Linked DNA regions of Oryctolagus cuniculus: region 2 is linked to region 1. The links are chromatin contacts, called in public Hi-C maps. All regions are on one chromosome and are shown on one strand. Each heading gives the region's core, a stretch centred on a gene start, on an enhancer-like site or on the middle of the called end of the contact. The rest is flanking DNA. Distances are from core to core; before and after follow the strand shown.

What was found. A called contact is a pair of places that touch in the nucleus more often than the background predicts.
Region 2: a contact with region 1 is called in a Hi-C map of skin fibroblasts, with 2.0 times the contacts expected there. The contact joins the promoter of ERH here to the promoter of GALNT16 in region 1. A contact is called at or near these places in 4 of 6 Hi-C or Micro-C datasets (ear pinna, psoas muscle, skin fibroblasts and 1 more).

Annotation. Positions count from the first base shown.
Region 1 is chr20:15,133,647-15,139,623 of mOryCun1.1, forward strand. GALNT16 (polypeptide N-acetylgalactosaminyltransferase 16) reads left to right here and starts at 3,090. Exons shown (of 15, transcript XM_051826331.2): 1 at 3,090-3,652. The coding sequence starts at 3,476.
Region 2 is chr20:15,278,378-15,284,354 of mOryCun1.1, forward strand. It overlaps ERH (ERH mRNA splicing and mitosis factor), which reads right to left and starts at 3,773. Exons shown (of 4, transcript XM_002721665.5): 1 at 3,620-3,773; 2 at 875-962. The coding sequence starts at 3,622. It overlaps SLC39A9 (solute carrier family 39 member 9), which reads left to right and starts at 4,050. Exons shown (of 7, transcript XM_002721664.5): 1 at 4,050-4,867. The coding sequence starts at 4,757.

The DNA.
Region 1 (5,977 bases), core at 1,840-4,339:
GCCAGGAGCCCATCCACATCTTGCAAGAGGATTGTAGGGACTCAAGTTCTTGAGCCATCATCTCCTGCTTCCCACGTGAATTAGCAGAGCCAGATCAGAAGTGGAGCAGCTGGGGCTCCAGCCATCTCTGATCTGGGATGCAGCAGTGGCTTAACCTGCTTGGCCACAGTGCCTGCCCCTCCCACACCTATGTTAGGGTGTCCAGGTACGCATTGGAGCAGGTTTTGTTTGCCCCTCTTCCCAGGGAGCCCACTCTTTAACACCTTAAGGATCAGCTCTCAAGTGACTTCTGGTCTGTGAAGGTGCTCTCTCTGTAGACCCCTATCACATCATCCTGTTTTTATGTTTATTTCCCTGTTGTCAACTACTGGGCTCCTCAGAAGCTGGGGCCAGATCCTGTTCATTTTGTATCCCTAGGACCTAGGAGCGCCTGGTGTGGTAAGTGTCCAAGAAGGAAGGACAAAGAAGGGCCCGGAAATACCCAGCCAATGGGCAAACAGGCACTGGACTTGCCGCGTGGCATTTTCATGGGACAGAATGGGGAGCGGCAGCAGCCTGCCACCCTGCACAGCCATCCATTCATTCATTTCCTCTGACAGGCACGTGGCAGGCCCGGGCCTGGCGTCTTGGTGGGCCATCTGGTCTGCTCTGACGACCTCGGCTCTGCAGAGGCTGTGGGAACGGGGAGGCCTTAGACAGAGCTCTGCCTCTGGGACTGCTCTTGCTGGTCCGCAGCTTTCTGCCTTTCTCCTATGCATGAATTCCTTGTTCCTAGTGCAAGTATCGGACACCTCGCTCAGTAGCTCACAGCCCCTGCGGTCCTCCCTTCCCCAAGTGCAGCAGCTGGCCTGTTGCACAATCCGTGTAACACGGTGGCTCCTGCAGTTGCTCACCAGAATCGGGGTCATTCCTTCCCTCCTTTCTCGTCCTCTCTCCATGGGGCAGCCCCCACGCGAGGCTCTGAATGTGTCCCCAAAGTTCATGCATTAGAATTTTGTTCCTGTCCCTCAAAGTCCTAAGTTAATGGTATGTGGAGGTGGTTGGGATTAGATGAGGACAGGGAGGGTGGGGGGCATGATGGCATCAGTGACTTTATACAAAGAGGAAGAGAGACCTGAGCCTAGCGCACCTGCCCTGCTACAATGCAGCAAGAGGGCCCTTGGGGCCGGCGCTGTGGCGTAGCGGATAAAGCCACTGCCTGCGATGGTGGCATCCCATATGGGTGCTGGTTCAAGTTCCAGCTGCCCTACTTCCCATCCAGCTCCCTGCTATGGCCTGGGAAAGCAGGGGAGGATGGCCCCTGACACCCATGTGGGAGTCCTGGATGAAGCTCCTGGCTTCGGGCCTGGCCCAGCCCCAGCCATTGTGGCCATCTGGGGAGTGAACCAGTGGATAGAAGATCTCTCTGTGGAAGTCTTTCAAATAACAAATCTTTAAAAAAAGAAAAAAAAAAAAGAGAGAAAGAAAACACCCTCACCAGAAGGCATGAAGATGTAGGCGCCATGTAGGCGCCATGCTCTGAGGTGTCCCGGCCTCCAGAACCATGAGCCAAACGAACCTCTGGTGCGGCTGCTCTCCTGGATGGCTGGGGACCCCCACAGGCATCGGTCTCACCATCTGTGGAAAGGGGACGCTACATGGTCACAGGATATGTTGTCACGATGCCGGCCCTCAGCTGCCTTGCTAGGCCCTCTGCAGGACCCCCTTTTCCACATCCTGTCTTTGGAGGTCCACATTGCTGGCTGGGCCACTTCGGGTGCACTTAGGCATCCTTGTGATGAGAGGGGAATCATAGTTGCAGCTGTGACCCGGCTTCCGGCATCAAAATGCCGAGTTGTCTTCCCTTCACCTGAAATGTACAGGGAACATCCATTACAGGCATGCTCAGTCCTGGTGCTGAAAAAAACGGAAAACACTGTCTGATTTCACTTGTGTGCCCCTAGTGTAAGGATGGGGGCGGAGGAGGGAGAGGGAATCAGTGCCTAAAGCGGCTTCATGTGGAGACGGGACCCTATCTGTGTCTTCAGATGCAGTGTCCACCAGTCCGAGCAGGAAGCAACTCTGCTGCCACCTCTGCCCCTGGCATTCGAGGCCCTCCTGAGTCCAGAGGGGCCCCCAACAGCCAATGCCAACTCCCACCAAACCCTTCCAGCATCCTGGCTCCCGTGCAGTGCCGGACAGCCCTCTCTCAGAGCTCATCCAGCAGTTCCATGTCCTGGACCTCTGCTCCCATGACTGCTGCAGCCCGCACCCTAACCCCTCCCCTCCCCCTTCCCTGCCCCTTGGGGATTTAGTCAAAGGATTTATCCACTTTCTCTGAGAAGCCTCCCAAAAGACCACCTTGCAATATTCTCCCCCCACCCCGCCGACTTCCTGCTTATTTCACATCTGTTGCTCTGTGCCCAGCCCTGTGCCGGTGAGGAGTCCAGCCCACCGTGCCTTCTGCCCGGATCCGGAGTAGTTCCCAGCCGATTCTTAACGGGGCGCAAACTCAGCGGCGTCTGGGTCCTGGTCTCTTCCCACCGCGTTCTGCACTTCGTTGGAAAGTGTCAGATGGGCGATAGCTTGGACACCGGGCTCTGTCCACTCATTAGCCAGGCATCGTGGGGAGAATCATCTGATGATGAGTGGGGGGGGAAGCATCGTGAAAGCTGTTAGCGCCAGGCTAGGGAAAGACGTGAGGTGGCTGCACCCCCGTTCTCCTTGCGCCAGCTTTGAGGCACCGTCGCATGCCCTGCGCTCTCCCCGAATGTCAAGTGCACCAGCTTCCAAGCCCTCCTCGGGGCGGGCCCTCGGGCGGCTCTGAATCGAAGGCTGCGGAGGATTCCAGTGCAAACTCTGGGCTCTCCTCCCCACCCAGGCGCTCCTTCCCAAGGACTCGCCAAACACACACCTTGAACCCCGCGCCAGAGCGCAGTTCAGAGCGCGGCCCGGAACTGCAGCTCCACGGGGCGGGCCCAGGCCGGGGGTCGCGCATCTCCAGCCGGTGACTCAGGGCCGCTCGGTCCCGGGGTGAGTCTGGGTAGGCGGGACCGAGCAGGGCCGCGCGGGGGCAGCCGCCGGGCTCTCGGTGCCCTGGGCGCTGGGAGCCAAGGCTGGCTCTGGCCCGTCGCCATTCCGCCGCGGGCGTCGGTCTCGGCTGGGGCCCCGGGCACCAGAGGCAGGCCCGCGCGCTCCTCTCCCGGTGCGCAGCGGCCGGCAGCGGCTGGAGCGCAGGGCGGGCTGTGCGCGTGAATGAATGGGCGCCCGGGGGACGCGCGCGCTCGGGGCTGAAGGGCATTAGGACCGTGAGGATCGCTCGGCGATCCTGTCTCTCCCTATCACCCCCACCCCCCCCCACCTCGCTCCTTTTTCTGCTCTGCAGGACTGAGCAGCCAGGCGCGAGCGCAAACAAACAGCTGGGGCTGCGAGCGCCCCCGCCCCGGCCCGGAGAGCAGCCGGCCCGGCCCCCAGCCGGGGCGCCCGTCCGCCCACCATGAGGAAAATCCGCGCCAATGCTATCGCCATCCTGACCGTAGCCTGGATCCTGGGCACTTTCTACTACTTATGGCAGGACAACCGAGCCCACGCAGCATCCTCCGGCGGCCGGGGCGCGCCGAGGGCCGGCGGGAGGCCGGAGCAGCTCCGCGAGGACCGCACCATCCCGCTCATTGTGAGTCCGCCCGGTGCGCCGCGCGGCCGGCCGGGGAGCCGCGGCGCGCGTCCTGCCCCCGCGCGGCAGCCGAGGGCGCGGGGCCCGGCCGGGGGCTGAGTGCCCGCCGCGCCGGGCCGGCTTTGTATATGTTGGAGCATTCCAGCTCGTTGTTATGGCAACCTCGGCCCGGCTGGCGGGACCGGGGTGCGCGGATGAGGGGAGGGTGACAGCGGGTGGGGGCTGGGAGAAAGTGCTGCAAGTTTGGTGGGCCCGGCGTGCGCGCGCGACGGGGAACGTGGCGGCTCTCCCCGCAAGGCGCCGCCGGCCCGGGGGTTGGGGGGCTGCGGGCTCCTCCGCCGCGCGGGCTGGCGTCTCCTGGACCTTGAGCGCAGCAGGCAGGCGTTGGGAGCGGCGCGCAGCCGAGCGCGTAGGTGGAGGTGCGCGCCCCCTCTCCAGCCTCCTGGGGGCAAAGGACGTCGGTGGCGGCGTGGGGAGGAGAGGGTCGCTAGGCGTTGCTCCTGCCTTCGCGCCCCGTTCTCAGCCCGCGTCAACTTGAACCGGTTTCTCCGCACTGACACCCTGCGGTGTTCTCTGAGTCGGGGGGGAGGGGGAGGTCTGGTCTGCTCCCCTCACCCCAACGTTAGGATCCCCCACCCCCCACCCTCACCCCCTGCACGGACCAGAGGGCAGTATGGGTCCGCGCCCCGGCCGGGTCATTCCCTAGCTTGAGGTCAGCCCGCGTCATCTAAGCCCCGCCGTGGAAACAAAGGCGGTGTGGCCCGCCGGGCGCCTCAGCGGAGCTGCGGGGGTCGTCGGAGCCCTGGGGTCCCCGGCGGGGGCGTGCGGAGCCCCAGCCGTCCTGCAGGGGGCGTCCCTGGCTCCGCCTTCGCCCCGGTGACAGCTCTGTGTGGCCAAGCAGGGGCACCTGTTGAGGCTGGAGGCTCTGGGACCCGCTGGGAGCGCGCTCCGGCGGACGCGATCTGCCGACCGCTGCGCGTGGTGGGCGAGAGCTCTGCGTGACCCTCGGGACGGCCTGCCGAGTGGTGGCCGCTGGGCCCGACGGGCACTAGGAGGACACGGTGCTCGGGGGCGGGGGCGGGGGCGGTACTGGCTCCTCAGGAGGCGCCAGGTCGAGAGGTACTTGTCCACAGGCGGCTGTACCCTGCAAGAATACGGGGAGGGTCCGTGTGGACGCGCCCTCAGGGCCTCCTCGTGCCCCAGATGCCTTATGACTTCTGAGCTTAGCTCGAGGGGCTCTGGGGGTTGTGGGTTTTGTCCTAGATCCGTGTGGCCCGCTCTCTGGAGCCAGCCCGGTTGGGTGGAGTAGTCCCTCTGCCCCGTGCTGGAGACACTGTTCCCGAAGCACTCGTGGGTGTTTGCACAGAGAGACAGAGCAGGGGAAGCCTGCTGCAGCTGGAAGCCCGGAGTGAGATGAGAGAGCTGCTGGACAGGCCGGAGCTGGACCCCAGCCCTGCAGCCCCCATGCTTACCTCTGGAGAGGACCAGCCGTGGTGGCAGGGAGGCCACCCAAGAGCTAGCAGGGGAGCCGAGGGCTGGCCAGATCCCCCGTCCTGTCCCATGTGTGAGGTGGGGAGAGGCTCCGAGCTGGAAGGGGAGGAGGAGGAGGGGAGGGGAGGGAAGAGGGTAAGGAAGCTCTGCTTCAGATCCCTGGGTCCTGAGCTTGCTGCTGCACCTCCGCCCTGCTCCGCCCAGCGCCCTGCCAGATGGGAGATGAGTGGGGAAGGCACTGGCTGTGCGAGCCCTGGAGTGGTACAGGGGGCACTGTTGGGCTTAAAGGATGGCAGCGGGAGGCCGTGGAGTGCCAGCGAAATCCTCATCCCAGCAGGAACTTACTTGCTGTGGAGGAGACAGGACTGCTAAGTTTAAGATGAGATACCTGGCAGCCAGGAGGTGGAGGTGCAGGAGGAAAGGGAGTTCTGGGGGGCCTCAGAGCCCCCTCCGGCTTCTCAGGCCGGCTGCCTCTCTGTCCTGAAGCTTTGGCTCTGGGTGTCTGTTCCAGCAGCCCTGGTCCCTCTGCACCTGCCCCGCCACACCCTGCCTCTGGCACTGCCTTGTGCTGTGTTGCTGTCTCAGTTATTTCACTTCAGTGTGGTCCTCAGTAGGACCCAAGCAATACGTGCACTGACTCTGCTGGAAGCGCCTCGAAGCCCCGCGTTGGTGCACACAGCACAACTTCAGCACTCCCTAAAGCCCTGAAGGTCCAAGCTGCATACATAGCCACTTCGTATGTTTTGCTAATGTTTACTTATTTGAGAGGCAGAAAGACACAAGGGTGTGAGCTCTCCTCTGCTGGTTTACTCTCCAGATGGCCAGGACAGCCCC
Region 2 (5,977 bases), core at 2,523-5,022, 150 kb after region 1:
GACTAACGGTTCCCTTCAGGGTGGTGTCAGCTCATCTAATGCACGGCACATTATACTGATTTGGTTCCATTTGTTTTTTCTGACCTCAGTGTTTTTGTTTTTTAAGATTGATTTATTTGACAAAGTTACAGACAGAGAGAGGTCTTTTATCTGCTGGTTTTCTCCCCAGATGGCCACAACAGCTGGAGCTGGGCTGATCTGAAGCCAGGAGCTTCTACCTGTACCCAGGTACCCACACGGGTACAGGGGCCCAAGCACTTGGACCATTTTCCACTGTTTTCCCAAGTCATTATCAAGGAGTTGGATTGGAAGAGGAGCAGCCAGGACTTGAACCAACATCCATATAGGATGCCAGCACCAGAGGCTTAACCTACCACGCCACAGCACTGGCCCGCTAAGCTTTAATTTCTAACAACACTCTGATGGCTGTAACTAAATCTCAATGCTCTTAACGTTTCTATGTACAATCAGCAATCTAAAATTCAGAAGCTGTCCCTAGCGGCTTAGCAACTCCAGTGCTAGTTCTAACGAGAACGTATGGGGCTATCTACGGATGTCTGCAGCACGACCAAGTAACAATCAGCAATGTACTCAGAAAACAGTGAGAAGCCTTGGGAAGTTATTTGTTATATACAGGGCTTGGGTTTGAAATGCATACTTGCAGCAGGAAAAGACCGTGTGCATAGTTCATGTTTGAAATATTCAACAAGTACGGTCTATCCTAAGTATCTACTTTTCCCTAACAAAGTAATACATTCAGAAATCTATGGAGAAAAACAAACCCAGTTTCTAAACAAAACACATTTTAATAGTAAGTTTCAGTGGGGAAAAAAAAACCTCAAAGATTTCTGCCCCCGATGGGTGTTAAGCTCACCTTCCATGCATTCATTCACAGATTCATAGTCAGCGTAAGTTCTGCCTTCTGGCCTCTTGGTAGGCTGTACCAGCAAAATGGTATGAGACTGCAAGGGAAGAAGTGATTTCAATGTAAGTGTCTAAGTTTCTACTGGAGAAATCCACAGTATCGTATACAATCCTTATTCATGACATAATCATTATATTAAAACACAGTGTCTTCATCTGACAGTTTTATTTATTTGAAAGGTCGATAGAGAGAGAACCTCAATTTTTTATCCACTGGCTCACTCCCTAAGTGGCCGCAACAGCCAGGAGCTAGGAACTCCATCCAGATCTGCTTACGCAGCCGGCAGCAACTCAAGCGCTCTCAGCCATCACCTGCTGCTCCCCAGGTACATTACAAGGGAGTTGGAACAGAAGTTGGAGTAGTTGGGAACCTGCACTCTGATATGGGATGTGGACATCCCCCCACTAAGCCACAAATGCCCAGTCCCTCCCCTCCCAACAGTAATTACGTCTCTGCCCAAGTGTGGATCAGAGACTGGATTCCTAAGTCCCTCAGCCTCCCAGTCCTGCATGACTGCTTCTGCAAACTCTAACCCTCCCTCCTGCCAAAGCTGTGACAACCAAAAATATACCCAGACATTGCCAAATGCCCCCTACAGGCGGGAGTGAAGACGGGGAATCTCCCTCAGCTGTGCATCGCTCTCCACTGAGACTGAGCCTGCCCAATTACCTGCCACCTAAGGTTCATTAGTTAGATGCTAGTGTGATGCAACTCCACCATAAACTCAATCCCCAATCAACGCACTCTTGTTTTTTCTTCTCTTTTGCAAGACCGTATTTTTCCTGGCCAAAACATCTAGCCTTAAAATGAACCTGGTGCTGGTTCACTCCCCACATGGCTGCAATGGCCAGAGCTGCACCAGCCAGGAGCTTCCTCCCGGCCTCCCACGCGGGTGCAGGGGTCCAAGGACTTGGGTCATCTTCTGCTTTCCCAGGCCACAACAGAGAGCTGGGTCGGAAGAGGAGCAGTTGGGACTCGAACCGGAGGACTAACCTACTGTGCCACAGCGCTGGTTCCCCTGGGGCTTTTCAATACTGCTGCCCAAAGATAAGGATTTAAAACTACTAAGAGTGGAACCTGACTAAATTCTAAAAACCTAAATTCTAAAAACTGCACTCAAGATGGCTGCCATTTTTAAGTGGCAGTGCTTCCCTGTTACCAAGCCTTTAAGGATCACTATACCCTTCCACTTTCTTCTTGGGAGCTCTTTTTAGAACACTTCGGTTTTATTAGAAATCCAAACATATTTGCCTTATCACTCTTTTCCCTTCTGGACAGATTTGGTCCTTGCTTTCTATGGTCCTTTCTCAGGGGAGTGCTTTTCCTCTTATAAATCTAGTTTATAGCATATACATCTATGATCTTCTATCTACACAATAAGAAGACTGTGAAAACCCATTTCCTTAATAAAATCCTTATTCTCTGGTTACCAAGCAGTAGCGATTCACTCGGATGAAGGGGTAACCGCCCCCCAAACATGAACTCTAAGAGGTCAGTCTGCTACTGCTGAAATGCCACAATACGTCAATTAGCTTCAAATGCTTTCCCCCAAACTACCAGGGAAGGGGAGGGAGGGAGGGACAAAGTCTGGTCTTCTGTCCCTGGCTATGTCGGTGGAATGCTACAGAAGGAAGGAAGGGACACTTACAAGTTCTGATCCTCAGCCTACTTCGATAAGTAACTGTTGCCCACATCCATCCGACGCGGGATGGACCTGTTACTGGGACTTTCTCAGGTTTCAATCTAAGCATTCGGACACAGTACCACATGGTGACATAAAGCCAGGGAAGGAAACTCAGAGGTCCAACGACTTGCCCAAGGTCACACTGCTGGTTATGGAACCGGAAAGATGGTCTAACTCAGTCCTCTTCGGGAGACCATGTTGGGCCAAACAATGAAGCAGCTCAACTCAGCAAAGCACACCTGGAGAAGTTCCTTGCTAACCCCCGCGGCAACCAGAAAAGGAAAGTCTACGTGTGGAGGCAGCCCCGATTCCTCTCTCTTGATCTAGAGACAAAAGCCCACCCATCGCCCCGCCGCCCCGCTCACAGGCGTCGGGAGGCCCGGCCCGGGACCCCACCTTGTCTGCCTCTGGTCCCCAGGGACTTAAGAAGGGCTAAGAACAAGACTGAAGGCGGAGGCAGAAGCCCAATGAGGCACCTAGGAGTCTCAGAGAAGGCGAAAAAGGAGGTAAAAAATAAGGGGTGGGGGGCAGGCAGGGCGCTGGAAAACAAAAGGGAACGGCTGAGGAAGCCCCCTTCGGAGCCAACACGACCCCTCTGGGCTCACAGGCTGGCTCCAGGAAGCCGGCGATTCTGTCAGTTTCGGGAAGGGGTTTGTCAGACGTCTCTCGGCCATTGTTCCTACAGCAGCATGCTTGGAGGGAAGGAGCAGCACCCTCACGCCTCCCTCCACCCAGCGGCCAGAGAGAGCGAGCGTATCCGCAGACCCACGGCACGCCTCGCTCGAGCCAGCAGGCGGGCGCGCAACCGTAGGGCGGACCCGGGCTCCGGGGCCTACAGCCAGGCCCCGCGTCCCCGCGGCGGGAAGGGGAAGGGTCGAGCCACGAGCTGCAGGGACGGGGAGCTGCAAGCGCGCGCGCTGGGAGAGTCAGGGCAAGAGGCTGGGGAGATGTACGGGACTGAGGTCGCTTGCAAAACGGGGGCCTCGGGGAGCCGCAAGGGCCTTTCTCACCATCGCGCCAAACTCTTCTCTTTGCAGCCGCTGCCGACACCGCCGCCGCACACGAGCTTAGCCGCAACGCCGCCAACAGCCAATCCCCGCGAGAGGAGCCGCCGGAAATCGTCGGGAGCGCGACGCGAAGAGAACCTTCGTACCATAGAGACGCACACGCTTCCGGCAGCTAGAGCAGATACTGACTCGGCTTCAGCCATCTTGGATAAGGGCGAAGAACTACGTAGGGAAAGCTTCGGCGCTGTAAAAAGAACGCTCTTTTTCAAGACTCTATTTCCCGTACCCTTTTTATTAGAAGTACGACTAGAATGATGGCCGGTATAGACAGGGACACCGGTCATTTTTTCACCAGCCCTACTCAAAAATGGCGGCCGCATAAGTAGCCCGGGCCATAGGTCGGTTGTAACCCGGAAGTGCTTTTCTGAAGCCGGGGCCAGTGAGGCAATCCGGAAGTGGATGTAATGAAGAGGTGCCACTTGGCGGCCATGGCAGCTGTAGTATCCGTGACTCCGAGTCAAGGCCCGGCGGAGTGGAATAGCATGGGCAGCGCCGGGTGTAGGGCAGAGACAGCTTTATGTCAGCTTCGCTGCTGAACCTCTAGGACTCTTCGTTAGAGACCTACAGGACTCATTTCCCTCGTCCAGACTTGGCGGAGAGTTTGCTGGGACTGGTGGGCTGGTCCCATCCCTGGGGGGCGGATCACCCGCGGGGCCCGCCTCAGGGAAACCAGGGTCGCCGCCACGACGCGCGGGTTCGCTTGGACTGTGCTGCCTTTCCTGCTGCCGCCTGGGACGTTGTCTGGGGGGTGGGGGGGTGCCGTTGTGCACCCTCATTCCGAAGATCGAAGAAGTCGCTCGTTCGCCCATTTCCCCAGTGCTCTTTACCCCCCGAGAACCCAGTGACAGGCATTGGCAGGGGCCCAGGATTGCTGAAAAGTTCTCTCTGGTGCTAATATCAGCAAAAAGGGGCTCTTGGCAGGTACGTGCGAGAGAAAGGTGCCTCGTGGACACAGCCGCAGGTGGGGAGGTCGCAAGGACTGGCGAGCGCACTTGTTCTCTTGGAACCGCGGCACGTGTGTCAAGAAGCTAAGCACCCATTGGAGCCACTGGAATTTTGTGGTCTGGTGGTGGTGGTTGGATGAACGAGGGCAGAATGGATGATTTCCTCTCCATTAGCTTGCTCTCTCTGGCTATGTTGGTGGGATGTTACGTGGCTGGCATCATTCCCCTGGCTGTTAATTTCTCAGAGGTAAGAGATTCTACGTTTTGTGTCCGCTGTCAGGATGGCTCCTGGCCGGTAGTGACAGTGGCAAGGGGGAGCTGCTTCCTGGTTCGTCTCCGAGCTCGCGGCCCCATCAAGGAAGAAAAGATGGGTAGCATTTAAGTAATAGAACCAAACCTTAGATAGAGCCAGAATTCTTCGTCTTGGGTGGGTGGGTACTCCACGGAAGATCTTGGGATATTCTGAAACCGCTTATAAAGATTCCCAGAAGTTTCAAGGAATCAGGCTCTAGATTGTTAGCGAGAAGATAAATGGAGAATGTTGTTTGTCCATATGTGTTCAAATCAATGTGATGACTTCTCTTCTTGAGAAAGTGAAATATTTTGTTTTTCTGTTTTTTTTTTTTTTTTTTTTTTTTTAGATCGCAGATCGCTGTGAATGTAAGGGGGAAAAAACACAAGTGGTTTTTAAGTTACATTTCCTTTTAAAGAAAAGCATTGAAATTCTGTTCTGAAGTTTTCATCCCTGTTTGCTTTGAAATGCATTTTTGGTTAATGTGTTGTCACATTTTGGTTAATTTGGTTGTCATTCGTGGAATACACATTAGCAGGGGAAGAGGATAGATGAGAGCGTTGCTCAGTGCGAATGCACGTGGATTCTTGATATTGTCGAATGTGCCCGCGGTGAGAGGGTAGGGAGAGAAATGGTGATTCAGAAGTAGCAGGTTCTTGTGAGTTTGTCCTGCCTCAGTGACGCGTGTCCTGAAAGTGCCCTCAGAGGGAAGGGGAGAGCAGAGGGCCCTAGAGAGGCGAGGACAGGGAACCGGGGTGAGGTGCGAGGCGGCCTTGAAGACGGTGAGGAGGGAAAAGCAGCCCACTGGCGGAGTAGCTGGGGCGAAGTGCTGGAAGTTCGCAGCCAGATGGAAGGGAGGCTGCAGGCGTTACCGTTCCTTTTCTGTTTTCCTTTTTTGCTGCACCCCTCAGCATCTAATGATAACGTTTTATTTTTATGATGTGCATTACCTGACTTCATTTTAATACTCGATGAGGAAACAGACTCAGATCGTGTGAGCTGAGCAAGTTCATGCAGTATACTGCGTTTAGAGCTGTTTTAAAAATCTTGATGGTTCTGTCTCAG